Regions from separate parts of the Mus musculus genome. Here region 1 is linked to region 2. A link is a contact called in public HiChIP or PLAC-seq data. All regions are on one chromosome and are shown on one strand. Each heading gives the region's core, a stretch centred on a gene start, on an enhancer-like site or on the middle of the called end of the contact. The rest is flanking DNA. Distances are from core to core; before and after follow the strand shown. Region 1 holds the start of Camk2n1 (calcium/calmodulin-dependent protein kinase II inhibitor 1). Region 2 holds the start of Ephb2 (Eph receptor B2).

Region 1 (6,591 bases), core at 3,413-5,912, 1.6 Mb before region 2:
TGAAGCCGGAACAGAGCCAGTCTGTCTGCATCTTCATCCCAGATGGTGGGCTCTGGGTTCCAATCCTGCCTCTGCAGCTATCAAACTGAGGCGCTTGGCAGGAATTACCCTCTCTGAGACACGCTATCTACTGTGCAGCCAGGTAACACCACCCATTCTTCTGGGCTGTTGTGAGTCTGGTGTTCAGGGAAAGCTTTCTTGCTTCCCTGAGACCTCAGCTTCTTTGGTAACTGGTAAGTGAATGTCACTGGGTTTCTAGAAGTGCTGAGACAACCACATGAGATGGTACTCAGTGACTACAGTACCAGAAACCACATCCCTAAAGCTACCTTCTTGCCTGGCCTCTGTCCCTCTCGGCAGATTATTATTTGAACAAAAAGCAGGCCCTAGCTCTAATCCTTTCCCCCAGTAACCCCCTCGGCCTTCTGGGGAGGGGAGCAGTACATTGCATTTCTTGGCTCTAATGGAGCCTATAGACCTTCAAGTCCAAAAGGGAGTGCCTGGGGTCAAGAGGGAAGACAGCCAGATTCAAGAAGAGGACTGTGCGCCTGGGGAAATGAAGTTGGCATCCGCTTGCATCCGCAGGCTGGGCACTGCCAGTTCCAGCTCCCCCATCAGTCCCAGTAATGACCACAGGATGAAGAACCCCAGGCTGGGACCTGCTGAGGCTGTCAGACTTAAGAAGGGGGATAAGACATTTGCCCTCCTTTCCCTGGGGCCCCCTGGAGCTCCTCTTCTGCAGTCCCCCCACCCCACCCCGTGGGGACTCTTACCTGATGTCTGAGTCATACTCAAGCTCCTGTCACTGTGAGCTGTGTTGTGACTCCCTGGCTGACAGCTTTAAAACAAACACATTAAAAGCTCCAGGCAGTGGGGTTTCTACATGCAAAACATCCCAAGGGTTGGGGGAGGGGTAGGAGGCAAGGAGGTGGGGACACAGGACCTCTTCCTTGAGCCAAAACCCCTCCTCCCAAGTCCTCTCCCTACAGAACCTGAACCCCTCATCACTGCCTCCAGTTTAAAGAGAACTGGAGCTACCTCCCCACCCTGCCCAACAGACTTTTCCTAATGGGTGATTAGAGGCAGGTACAGCAGGTGCTTGGAAACTTTTGGGACTTCCCCCCCCCCCCATGCATCCCCAGAGAACAGACTCATCCTCAAGCATGTAACAGTAGGCTCTAGTGGTAGAGACACGTATGTCCATAACTGGGTCTCGGGTTGGATGTTTAGTGGATGCTAGCGGCGGCCCAATGTGGAAGGTTCTGGTGTGCCGAGGATTGATACTCCTCTTCTTGACCCTAAGAGGCAGCAGCTGAGTTCATCGGTCTCTGCAGATCAGGCAGGTGATGTTTACAGAAGTTCCAGTTCCGAGAGTAAGGCAGTCAGAGCTAGAACCTGAACCCAAGTCCAGTCTCCCAGCTTCAGTCTCCACAGGACTGGCGGCCTCCCAACCCAACAGGATGGCCCAAGCAAGCCTCAGGGAATCCAGAAGGAGCCATTTGCAAAATTCAAAGTCCACTGACTCTGCCATTCTTAGGGGATAGCCTGACCCATCCAGCCCACTGGCTGATAACCCCCCAACAACGCACACAAACTGTTTCATCCTACAGGCCAAAGCCACCATCTCTGTATTCCAGTCCCTGAGAAACAAGGCTAACGAAAGAGTAGACACAGGAAGAGTTCTTTATTGTACACTGGAGAAATAGCCCTGTGTGCTGGTTCAAGGTGCAACATACAGAATAGAGAATTAAGAAAAGAAGGAACTGGGAGGGGTGGGGACCTCTTGAGGTCCAAAGTTGCAAACAAATAATTTAAAAGAACAAAAAAAAAAAGGTAAAAGATTCCTCACGCAAGAGGCATTTTTTTGCAAATACCATGCAAAACAGGCAGCTGGCGAGCCTTAAGAGAACCCCTATAAATAACAGAAAAGACTCTCCAAGTGTTCCCACACAGGACTCAGAGCACAGGGGACAAAAGGAAACCAAAATGCCTTTTGGCGGTTCAAGATATTTGGCACTCTTGTGATTACATTTGTTGTTTGTTTTTGTTTTTTTTTTACAGTCCATTAAAGAGAATGGATAAAGTGACACAATATTGAAGAAGAAAGAGGGGTTCACTCAACAGAGCCCCCAGGGAGGCTAGAAAAAGCTCAAGCAAGTTTGTCTTTGTTTTTCTTCTTCTTCTTTCTGACATATAAAACCCACTGTTGGTGTTAACCTGGGCAAAGAGCTGTACTGCAACAAAGAAGCGCAAGCTTTTCAGTTGTCTCTCGAAAACAAGACCAGGAAGGGGCCTTCCCAAAGCATCAGTCCGTAGAAAAGTTACTTTCTGCTTTAAAATGGGGTTCATTCAAAGATGACCCAAGTACAACAGTATCTACAGAGGTCATTCCCCTGCCCCCAATTTTCTTTTGTACATCCAAGAATAAACAACATTAAAAAAAAAAAACTGGACTAGACCGCATGTCACATCCAAGTGCACAGATGAAATTATGTAAACATTGGGAACAGCCAAATCAGCAGAGAAGGCAAGCACCTTCACGTGGTCGGTGCTGCTTTCGGGAAGTGGTTCAAACTCCAGAGCTATAATTGCACAATATTTACCATATATAAAAAGAAACAGGTATTAATCTTGACAAATAGCTGCAACTGAGACTTTTTTCTTTTATATGTGTGTATATAGTGATTTTTATTTTTTTTATTTTATTTTTTTACTTTTTGTGTGTTTTTTTTTAACTTTTGTTTTTGTAGAGGAGCCCAGAGCCACCGCTACCGCTGCTACCACCACCACCACCACCTCCACCACCTCCACCTCCTCCTCTTCCTCCTCCTCCTCCTCTCCACCTCATCTGTCTCCCGGCCTGACTTGAGACACAAGTTGTCGATTTCATCGCAGGTAGCAAGCTATTAATAAATTTCAAAGTGCTTTCTCCCTCCTCCTCCTCCTCGTGCTTTTTGTCAGTAACTGTCACAGCCCGCCACTCTTCTTATTCTTTCCCTCAACACATTGTCTTTGGGGCAGTTAGACACCAGGGGGTGCCTTGTCGGTCATGGTTTTCAGCACGTCATCAATCCTATCATCTTCAATAACAACTGCAAAAAAAAAAAAAAAAAAAGGGGGGGGAGGGGAAGAGAAATGTGAGAGAGCTTGGGCTAGCCAGGGGTCGCAGATACTTTGTCTATCCCCATTATGGAGGTGCAGGGGAGGGCGAGGAAGGAAGGCTGGCTGTTCCAAGCAGGGTGAACAGCCCCATTGCCCTAGGCTCCCTTCCCTGCCTGGTTCTGAACTGCCCCACTGCCTAGCCCTCATCCTAGATGGATTCTAAGAAGGAGCAAGCCAGAGGGAGCCATCCCAGCTCGACTGCAACCCGATGCAACCCTTTACAAAGAAGTCTCCTAGGCTGATTCTTAAGGAGAGAAAGGGAAACTGAGGTCTTCAGATCACTGGTGGCGGTAGCCCAGGCCGGGTTCAAAGATGCCCGGAGCAGGAAGGAAAGCTGGGGTAGGTTCCCACGCCGATCAGCGGCTGCAAAGTTTAGGCCTGGCCTGAACGGGTGTCCCCCTCCCGTTCTCCCTTCCCCGTTCCCCGGTCTGTAGCCTCCGCCCCTCCGCTCTCTGTGCCACCGCAAAGGGCAGAACCTCCCTTCGCTGCCGCCTGGGGCTTTACCTTCAGTTGCCTCTTCCGCCTGCCTCACTGCCTCCACTGGCCTCTCTCAGTCCCTCCACCGGTCCCTGTACTGGATGATCAGATCACCTGTCCAGAACTCTGGGTCTCTACCCGTAGGTCTCCTTGTCTGTCACCCTCATTGTTCCAGCACTTCAGCGTCCTCCCTAGACTTGAGTCCCAGGCTCCCTTACAGCTCCCTCGCTTTAGCTCTCAGCCCACCTCGGTCTCCCGACCATCTCCCCACTTCACCTCGCCACCCCAGTCTTTTCCGGCAGCACCCTGAGTCTCGGTTTCCCTGGGGCTTCTCCAACTCCAATATCTCAGGCTAGACCACCCTTCTCCCCTCTGCCAAGTAACAGTGAAAAGCCAGTGCGACCTGAATGCTCCTCGCCCTTCCCCGCGGGAGTTAAGGTCCTTCCCCTGCAGCGCCCCACGCAGACCCCTAAGAAGCTCCAGGACCCCTTACCCCAGGGTGGCCGAGCAGAGAGAGTGCAGATGCGACTCCACTGCGCAAAAAGGGGGAGGGGTGTGAAACCTAAAAGCAAACTTTGGTGCGGTTGAGGACGCGGGTATAACCTTTGGGCCTCGGCAGCAAGTAGAGGCTACCACGCCCCCGGGTGACCCCGCTGGTGGCCCGGACAAGCGGGGACTCTTGCCCGAGGCCTGATCCAGCTTCCGCCGCAGGAGGGATCCCTAGATCTCGCAGATGGTCCTCCTACTACCGCGGGGACCCCTGAGCCCCAGCCAGGCTGCAGCACCAGCACCGCAGGGGGTAAGGGGCGGGGAACTCACCGCGCTTGCTCCGGCCGATCTGGCCCAGCTTGGGAGGCCGCTTGCTCTGCCCAGCCCCGAAGAAGTTGTTGGTGTCCTGCAGGCGGCACGAGAAGATCTGGCCCACGTCGCCGCCGTCGCCGTAGGGGCTCAGCTTCTCGTCGCCGTAGGGCAGCACCTCCGACATGGTCGCGTCCGGGGGCTCCGAGGCGGCACCTCCTCCGCCCGCGTCCCCGCCCGCGGAGGACAGGGTCAGCGGCGCTGGGGCCGGGGATGGCCGGCCGGGGACGGCCCTCGGGGCTGCCGCGGCGCTGGGGCCGGCGAGAGGCCGGGGAGGGACACCGCTTGGGGCAGGAGCGCGCAGCCCGCGCGAGCGACCCAACGAGCGCCCGCAGCTGAGCTGCGCTGCGCTCGGGCTCCGCGCGCGAGTGGCTGCTGCTCCGGCAGCGGCGGGCAGGACTCACATCCTCGGCGCTCTCGGGCGCGGGGCGGGGGCCGAGCCGGGCGGGGCCGCGACGCGCGGGGAGGAGGGTGTCCCTGCGAGCCCGGAGGGCGCGGGACCGAGGTGGGCGCACCCCGGGGAGCGCGCGGGCCAGTCCTGCCGCGGATGCGGGCGGCGGCAGCGGCGGCGACTCGGGGACTGTGAAGCAGCGAGCGGCCGAGGGGGAGGGGAGCAAAAAGGAGGGAGGGCAGGGGGAGGAAACCCGGAGGGAGGGAGGGAGGGAGGGAAGAAACCGAGAGGGCGACGGGGAGAAAAACAGAAAGACAGAAGAAGGCAAGGGGAGCGGCGGGAGGAGGGAGGGTGAGGAAGGAGGGAGAAAAAGAAAAGGGGGGAGACTAGATTTGGATCGGAGAGGCAGAGCGGAGAAGCGAAAGAGGGAAAAATAGAGGGTCGGAGAAGGAAGGAGGAGAGAGGGGGGACAGAGGGAGGCAGGGACGAAGGAGCAGCCTGCGAGCTGCTAGGGAGAATGCCAGCCCAGGCTGAAAGCGAGGCGCCAGAGGAGGGAGGGAGGAGGGGACCCGTGGGCCTCGGGGAGAGATCCCTGGAAGCTAAGCGACGTCACGGGGCCGCGCCGGACCGCGGCTGGCTTCCTGCCCCCGCCCCCGTTCCCTCCGTCCCGCCTGCGCTGAGGGGCCCCGGTGCGCCCCGCCCCGCCCCGCCCCGCCCCGCACGGCCCGCGCCCCTCCCGCGCGGTGTTTACCCGACCCGGAGCCTGTGCGCGCCGGCTCGGCTGGCTGTGACTCCCGAGGGGAACCCGAAGCAGTGGGAGGGGAGGGGACCGAGGACGCACCGGCCGGGAAGGACGCGGATGCTGACCTCCCTGGAGGCCAGTTACAGAGGTCAAGGATCGGAGCGTACTGGGCCACCCGCGGGCACTCCTCTCCCTTCCCCCACCACACTTGTGCCCCACTTAGACCCTGCCGGGCATTCCTCTATCCCCGTGCCCACTGGATCTGCCAGGAAGGCCTTTTTCTCACTTCTTGTCCCTCTGTGCGGGGGCCCTGGCTCCCCCCGCACCAACCCCGGGGACAAGAAGGAGGGGAGGAGGGGGCAGCCCCGCCTCCCGCGGGATAGGGGAGAGCCTCATTACTCTGGGCTTGCCCGGGATGCCCGGCTCCTAGAGCCCTCTGACTCGCTGGGGACGCCCCGGGCCTGCAGCCCTTTGCCCTCCGGGACCTCTCTTATAACAACAGTCTTAATAAAGCTCTGGAGAGATACTGCAGCCTCAAAACCCGGAGCGTGCTCCTGCACCCTGGGAGGGAGACCCGGGAAGCCCAGGAGGCCTGGCAGGCGCATCTGTCTGCCAGATGGTAACTTCAAGGGGGCAAGGTGCGTGAGGAGTGCTCATTATCCTCGCCTGAGCCTGGAGCACCTGCTCTCCCCAAGGAGACCAGACCTGCTCAGCAGAGCTGGCCTAACCCCAGCGAGGGGTAACCAGTCCAAGGTCAGCAGCCTGCAGGAGAGAGGCAGGGCTAGGAAGCTAATCCTTGTCATTAGGCTCCTAACTCACCTAGCACCCCGCCCCCTCGCCGGAGAGCAGGGGAGGGGGTTGCCATCAGCCAGGGATGACGCAGCCTAGAACCCGTGCCCCCTCCCCCCAATGTTAAAGGGCTGGCTGGTTTCCAGAATCCAGACCTCAGGATGCGAAGACG
Region 2 (6,582 bases), core at 620-3,119:
CTCAGTCTCATCACCTGAGATGGCCTGCACCTGCCACCAGAGTTGTGACAATGGAGGAGAGGAAAATCTGGAAACGTGAACAGCCCCGAGCCTCATCCCTGGTACCCGGGTTCTCAAAGGATGCTAAAATCTAGTATTTGTATTTTGAATCAAAAAGGATTTTAAATCAAGAAGGAAGCAATTGCTAGGGGTGGGTGGATGGTGACAAGGGTCCCCAGGGGATAGAAAGAAAGCAGAGCTGAATCCACCCAGGATGTAATAGATGGCCCATAAATGTTTCTGGAAATGGGGAGGGGCCACCTGTATACACCAGGGATGGAGGAGAAAAGGCTCAGAGTCCACCAAATCCTAAGCCCCTTGGTTTGTCTGATGAGGAGAAACAGAGAAAAAAAAAAAAAAGCCAGGGCACCCAATTAACTTCTACCCCAGGCAGGAGTCTGCAGGCAACACGGAGTGGAAGGTGTTGGCAGAGAGGGTGATCTTCCCTGTTGTCTTCTATTCTCCCCGGCTCACTTCTGTTCTGCCTCCTTTGCAACCTTCGAGGCCCACCATTTCCAGGTGGCCTCCCAGGCTGAGGTTCATTTCTGATGGACTCTCAATGCTTCAAAGGGTGCCCCAAATTTCCAAACCTCAGTTGGTGTCTCAGGACAGTCTGTCTGATGGGCCTTGAAGGGAAGACATCTCTGGGACGTTTTGTTAGTTTGTGGGACAAAGGGACTGGAGAGGTCTGCACTGGACTTTTAACAGCTTGTCTCTCTAAAGCATTCTTCCACCCACTGCAATGATCATGGCCAGTGCTGTTGGCTAAGTGTGTTTTCAGGAGCGCGGGTCCCAAAGGCTAGGGGCCCTGCCTGGGTGGTTCCCGCAGGATCCCTCCAGTCCTCCCACCACCGGTCTCAGCAAGCCCGCTAATGATGATGGTGATGAAGGCTGTCAGAGCAGGCTGGGCCCGCAGAAATGGAACAAGGGGTTGTGTCCTCCCCGAAGGGACAGCTATGCACAAAACCGAGCAGCCCAGACAGGTCCATTCCACCGAGGGGTGGAGTAGGGGCTGTCGCTAGGCACCCCCCACCCCCGGGCCTCCTCCACACCCCTGCTCGCAAACTGCACCGGGAACCAGATCAACAGAGGAGAAATACAATGTGCGGCTGGGAAGGTCCGCGGGGAGGGGCCGGTGGGCTCGCGCAAGACAACAAGGCAAGGAGGGAAGGCCCGGGGTCTGCCTGCCAGGGCCCGCCACTCCTGCCAGAGAGAACCCCGGGCCCGCGGGCGAGCGCCAAGGCCCACTCTCCCAGGCAGAGGCCCCAGCCCAACCCTAGAGCCTGGGAAAGCCGCCTGTTTTGTTCCCAGCTCCCCCCTCTTTCCCCCCCTCATTCATTGCAGTTCAGTCCCTTTCGAAGCCGCAGGGACGCGGGTGGCAGGGCTCAGGCAAGGGGGTGGCACTCCCAGTCCTGACAGGTAGGGCCAGTCCCCCGGCTTTGGGCAGCCCCTTCCTCGTTCTCCGCCCCCCCGCCCCGGGTCCCCTCTCTCTGCTCCTGTCAGCCGCGCCAGACGATCTCGGCTTTGCAGCATTCAATAAAAATTGAGAAACATTTGGGCTGAAATCGCTGCTTTATCTGGAGGAGCCACAGCGCCGGGAGAGACCACTGCTGCGCGGGGGGGATTCCGGGGTCCCGGACACCCGGGTGAGTGGGGTCACGATGCTCCAACACGGTTGCTGCCCCATCCGAAGGGACTCAAAAGATTTAGAAGATCATGACTCGGGCGTGGTGCAACCCGTGGGTGCACCGGGCAGAGGCACAGGATTGGCAGTCCAACCCCGGCTCCCCCCACGCCCGCGGCTCAGGTGGGCCGTGCCCAGCGCTGGCGGAGCCCGGGTCCCCGTTCTGCCCGGGCTGGATGGCTCATTCTGCTGGCTGCGCGGCGGCGGCGGCTCGTGTGTGTGTGCGCCGCGCCCCGCCGCTCCCCGCCGGCCCCCCGAGCCCGGGGCGCGCGCTCCAGCCCGGGGGTCCCCGCGGCGCCGCGGCCGGAGGCTCCGGGCAGCGCAGCAATGGCCGTGCGCAGGCTGGGGGCCGCGCTGCTGCTGCTGCCGCTGCTAGCCGCCGTGGAAGGTGAGCGGGGATGGGGGCGGGGAGCGGCCGCCTCGGCCCCGGGTCGCCCCCTCACTCGGCCCCGCGGTCGCAAAGTTTGCCCGGGGGCCGGTGCCGGGCGCAGGTGGCCGCGGGGAGGTGTGGCCGGCGGCCACCGCTGGGAAAGACGCGGGGCCCCGCGGGCGCCCGGGCGAGCGGCGGGCGCTGATTGACTGTGCCAGGAGGAGGCGAAGGGACCATCTTGCCGAGGCTTTGTAGCCAGCCGGGTGAGCGCCGCCCAGGGCTGGGGGGTCTTACCACTGCGCGCCCGCCACCGAGGTCCCCGCATCCCCGCAGAGCCCGGCAATGCCTCGGCACCGAGCTCAGGGGCGCGGGCCCGGCGCGCAGTGGGTGCTGCAAAGTTTGGCAGGGAGCGTTCCGAGGGAGGCACCGCGGCCGCGCCAAGGATTGGGGATCCCTGGCCGCGCCCCCTTGGATGCAGCCTGGGCCACCCGAAGAGCAGGGGCACCCGTGGAGTGGAGCGAAGCGCGCGTGTCCCCCACCCTCGCGTCCGTGCCCGCCCGGTCGCTCGCGGCGTACAATGGGGTCCCCTCCCCAGCAGGACTGAGCGGGGGATGGGGCGATGGGCATCACTCTTGCGCGCCGGGTTCTCCGGGTACCTCCGCGGGCCACCGCCCCGTGGGCGACAGAGCTCAGCGTGGAGTCTGGAGCCCCGAGAACTCTCCAGCTGCCGTCAGAGACCGGACCAGATGCTTTGCCATGTGTTGTTGGCCTTGGCCTGGGTCTCTGGGCCTCTCCCCGAGGCCTCGCGCTGTGGTACCACCCGACCCCCCGGGGGCGGGAGTGGCTGCCAGGTGGTCGCAGCTCGCTGGCTTTGGAGGAAAAGTTGTTAGTGGGGGTCTGGGTGTGTCCACCAGGAATGGCCGGGCTGGAAGGACCAGGCGTGAATCCTAATAATGGTTCTCACGTGTACTGTGCTCTACAGTTTGCCAGTCGCTTCAGTTTATGAAGTACTTTGCTCTCCGTGGTTTACAGCGTGCTGCACGGTTGACAAGGTACTTGAAGCCTTCTTTGCAAAGTGCTTGCCGGCCGACAATCTGTGTTGAATCCTTCAGAAGTCTTCCGGGAAGCCAGATGGGTCGAATTTTTACTGGTTTTTAGCAAATAGGGAAACCGCGGGTTCAGAAAAATCCTGTCTCAGCCCTAGCCATTGGGTGATAAAAATAGGCCCTGAGTCTGAGGTCTTTCAAACAACTGGCTGGGTTTTCTTACCCCTAAAGAAGGTGACCCGTTCTAGGAGTGTGCCACCGAGGGCTTGAGGGGTGAGACACAGAGTGCCCTATTCTTGGGTCACTTTGGGGTGAGGTGTGAAGAAGCCTTGAGGGCTCCAGGCACAGCCACTCCAGGCATGGTGGGGGACCCCGTGCTATAACTTAGTTTCTTTCCCAGTAATGAGCATTTTAGTGACCGCAGTGGGGAGGAGAAGGGGGGGGGTCCTTGGATGGCAGCCATAGTGTTTGGCACCAAGGCAGCTGTCCTCCGGCTCCTGCAGGATTTGGCGGCTGCCTGCGGTTTCCCAGAGTGGGGTGGCCAGGGCACTGAGGGTGCCACGGGCCCTGGGTGTGGAGGGCAGCCGTGGAGCCCGGCTGCTGGCGGGGAGCTCCCTGGGAGCTGGTTGGTGTACCGCGTATTACTCCGGCTTTGGGGAAATGACTCATGTGCTGGCCCGCTATACGTTGGGATGTTTACAGTATTATGGGGAGCTTGGCATAAATATTGCTATTTAGGTTGCAGTCAGTGGGGCTGGAGGGGAAGAAAATTGGCCTCTCTTGTGCGTTTGAGAAGGCCCGAGTGTGTTTTTAATTACCGTGGGGTAGATGGAAGGGCCACGTCTGTCCAGCTCTGGCAAGTGGGTGGTTAGAATCTGGGGGGGCTGTGGCCTGGCTGGGCCCTGGCCCTGGACACAGAGCTGGTTGGCAGCTGATGTCACAAGACGGGATGGTTGCCCGTTTGGGGGCAGGAGTAGGAGAACTCTGGAGAATTTAATTCATCATGATTAGCTCATATTGGACTGAGAGAAGGTATGAGGTGGACCCCAGGGGACTGCTTGTAATTCTCTCGGGACGCTGGGGTAGCTGCCTTCTCTGTAGGAGCCTCAGTTTCCCTAGGTAGGGCCTCTGGCTATTCTCTGTGGATTCCATCTTTATACCAGCCATCCCTAAATCCTTCCTCCAAGCCTCTTTTTTTTCTCCTCTGTCACTTAAGGTGATCACAGTGACTGTCTCACCTGTGTGATCGTAAACATCCTACTGAATAGTGGATGGAGAAATAATCCAACTGTAAGAATTGGGTATGCCTTTGTCCTGGAAAGGAAGAGTAGGTGGTACTGCCTATAGCATATCTGGGGCACATTGGATGCTCCAAGATGCAGCCCCGTCTGTGGGACAGTATGGAGGCCAGAGGCCAGGGAGGACAGCCCTGGCCTCCAGCATCCAGAGCCGTAAGACCACCACTGCCTGCCTTTCTTTCTCTTCTGGCTTGCTCTGTCTCCTAGCCCATCACGGGGCTGCCCTGAGCATTACAGCCTAAGGATTTCCAGCTCTAGCCTGTGGAATGCTTGCGAGGAGATGAGGTGCACGTGTGTATGTGCACGTATGTGTGTGCGTGCGCACGCCGGGGAGTGGTTCCCCCCACCCCCGGCAAGAATGGTGAGCATAATGTCTCGCCCAAACCACAAGACCCCCTCCAGGAAAAGCAAAGTGTTGAACATCTGGAGCTGGGCCCAGGGACACATCTGACAGAGGATGGTGGCCGACTCACTACTAGATGGAATGTAAAGGCAGAGGTCTCTCCCCTTCACAGCCCTTCGTTTGCTTTCCAAATATTGATGGTGCTTCCTTTTTGGCTGGCTGGTGCTGGACCCTGGGGCCTGCAAGGAGACAGGGGACAGGCTGACAGAGAAAATCGTTGGCAAGAGCGAATGTGTGAAGTGTGTCCCCTAGCACTGCCAGGAGGAAGTTGAGGGCCACCTGGGGGTGCAGTTTGGGCTGGAAAAGGGTTGTTTCCTCTTTTATGGCTCTGTGCTGCCGGTTCATTTTTTCACTCCCCACTCTCCCGGCAATGAACTTTCTTAGCCACCTGGTGGTTTTTGGTGGGTTTTTTTTTCACAGATTGGTCTCTTCAGAGTTGAGGCAGTTGACTTTGGGACTGTGAGGAAGAGGAAAAATGTTGCCAGGCAAGCTAGCAGCATATGGAAAGGCCCGGGAGCCCGATGATCTGGCATTTCCTTGGGTGTGACCTAAGGGAGTGTGCCCCGAGGACACTAGTGGGAGCCAAGACTTAGAAGGAAGACCAGGCAGATGCAGAAAGGCTGGGGTGGAAGGTTAAGATGTTGAGGGAAGTGGAGAGGGAGGCATTGAAGGTTCTTGACTTGTTTATTGAGGGACCTAGCCAGATTTGTGTTTGGGAAGATGGATGACTTCAGTGATGGGGGATGCTGAGAATATCCAGACTTGGTCCTGCAGAGGAAGGCTGGTCTGGACTCTGAGTTCCCTGAAGGCGCAGACTCCCTGGACCTTTTGAACGTCCAGAGTTATGGAACATAAAACTGCTCAAACACTATACTTTCCAAGAAGCCTTTGGATACTTTGTATCTTACCAGCTTCTTTTGACTTTGTAACAACCATATTGGTTTCCTTGTTTCATGGTGCCTGGCCCTCTGGACCATGAACCTCAGGAGGCAGTGACTCAAGCTGCTGCCTTGGCCGTAGCATCCCAGTGTGCAGAGCTGCTTGCTATGATACTCAAGGGCAAGTGCGTGGTCAGCTACCGCACAGTCGATGGATAGAGTGCTCAGTGAGTGGGCCTGGGACAAGCATGGGAGGGAAAGAACTGGGGAAACCAAGGGAGCCTTCCTGGAGAGGGAAAATCTGGGGATGGCTCAAACGGGGCTGGAAGGAAGTGTTTTGAGTATGTGGGACAGAACAGTTTAGCCAAAAGGCCATATGGACCCTTTCTGATAAGGGCTGGGAGCTTGACCTGCTCCGAGCCTTGGTGAATATGGGGTAAATTTGCAGTTGTTTCCTGGGTGCGATTGTTTTTGCTCTTTCTCACTTCAGAGGAGGTAGCTTTTGTGTATGCCTTAGTCAAGGAAAGCAAAACCTCACTTTAAACCCCAGCATCTGAGAGTTCTTATCAGATGGCCCCTTCTCTCATCCACCCCTCCATGCGTCTATCTGTCCATCTCTCTATCCTCTGTCTATCTACCTTCATCATTGCCCTCCCTACATCCATCCACCACTCACTCGTTCACTCACCCATCCATCTGTCCATCCATCTCCAGGGGCAGGCGGTGCGTGGGGAATAGAGCCTGGCTGTGGGAGAGAACAGGGCCTGCTGACTTCGTAGAAATACAAGTGCAAAGAGTCTTCCGGAGGCACGGATCTGGGTTCAAATGGGAGCACAGCAAGCTGTGTGGTGTGGAGCAAGATGC

Evidence for each region. HiChIP or PLAC-seq counts read pairs in DNA pulled down with a chosen protein or histone mark.
Region 1: a FOXA1 HiChIP or PLAC-seq map of pancreatic cancer cells shows a contact between it and region 2. The contact joins the promoter of Camk2n1 here to the promoter of Ephb2 in region 2. A contact is called at or near these places in 1 of 39 promoter capture datasets (pre-B cells) and 1 of 115 datasets of contacts at active chromatin or transcription factors (pancreatic cancer cells).

Annotation. Positions count from the first base shown.
Region 1 is chr4:138,453,219-138,459,809 of GRCm38.p6, reverse strand. It overlaps Camk2n1 (calcium/calmodulin-dependent protein kinase II inhibitor 1), which reads right to left and starts at 4,662. Exons shown (of 2, transcript NM_025451.2): 1 at 4,459-4,662; 2 at 1-3,092. The coding sequence starts at 4,624. The coding sequence ends at 3,022.
Region 2 is chr4:136,831,299-136,837,880 of GRCm38.p6, reverse strand. It overlaps Ephb2 (Eph receptor B2), which reads left to right and starts at 1,869. Exons shown (of 16, transcript NM_010142.4): 1 at 1,869-2,111. The coding sequence starts at 2,051. Gm31536 (a long non-coding RNA gene) reads right to left here and starts at 1,946. Exons shown (of 5, transcript XR_881502.3): 1 at 1-1,946.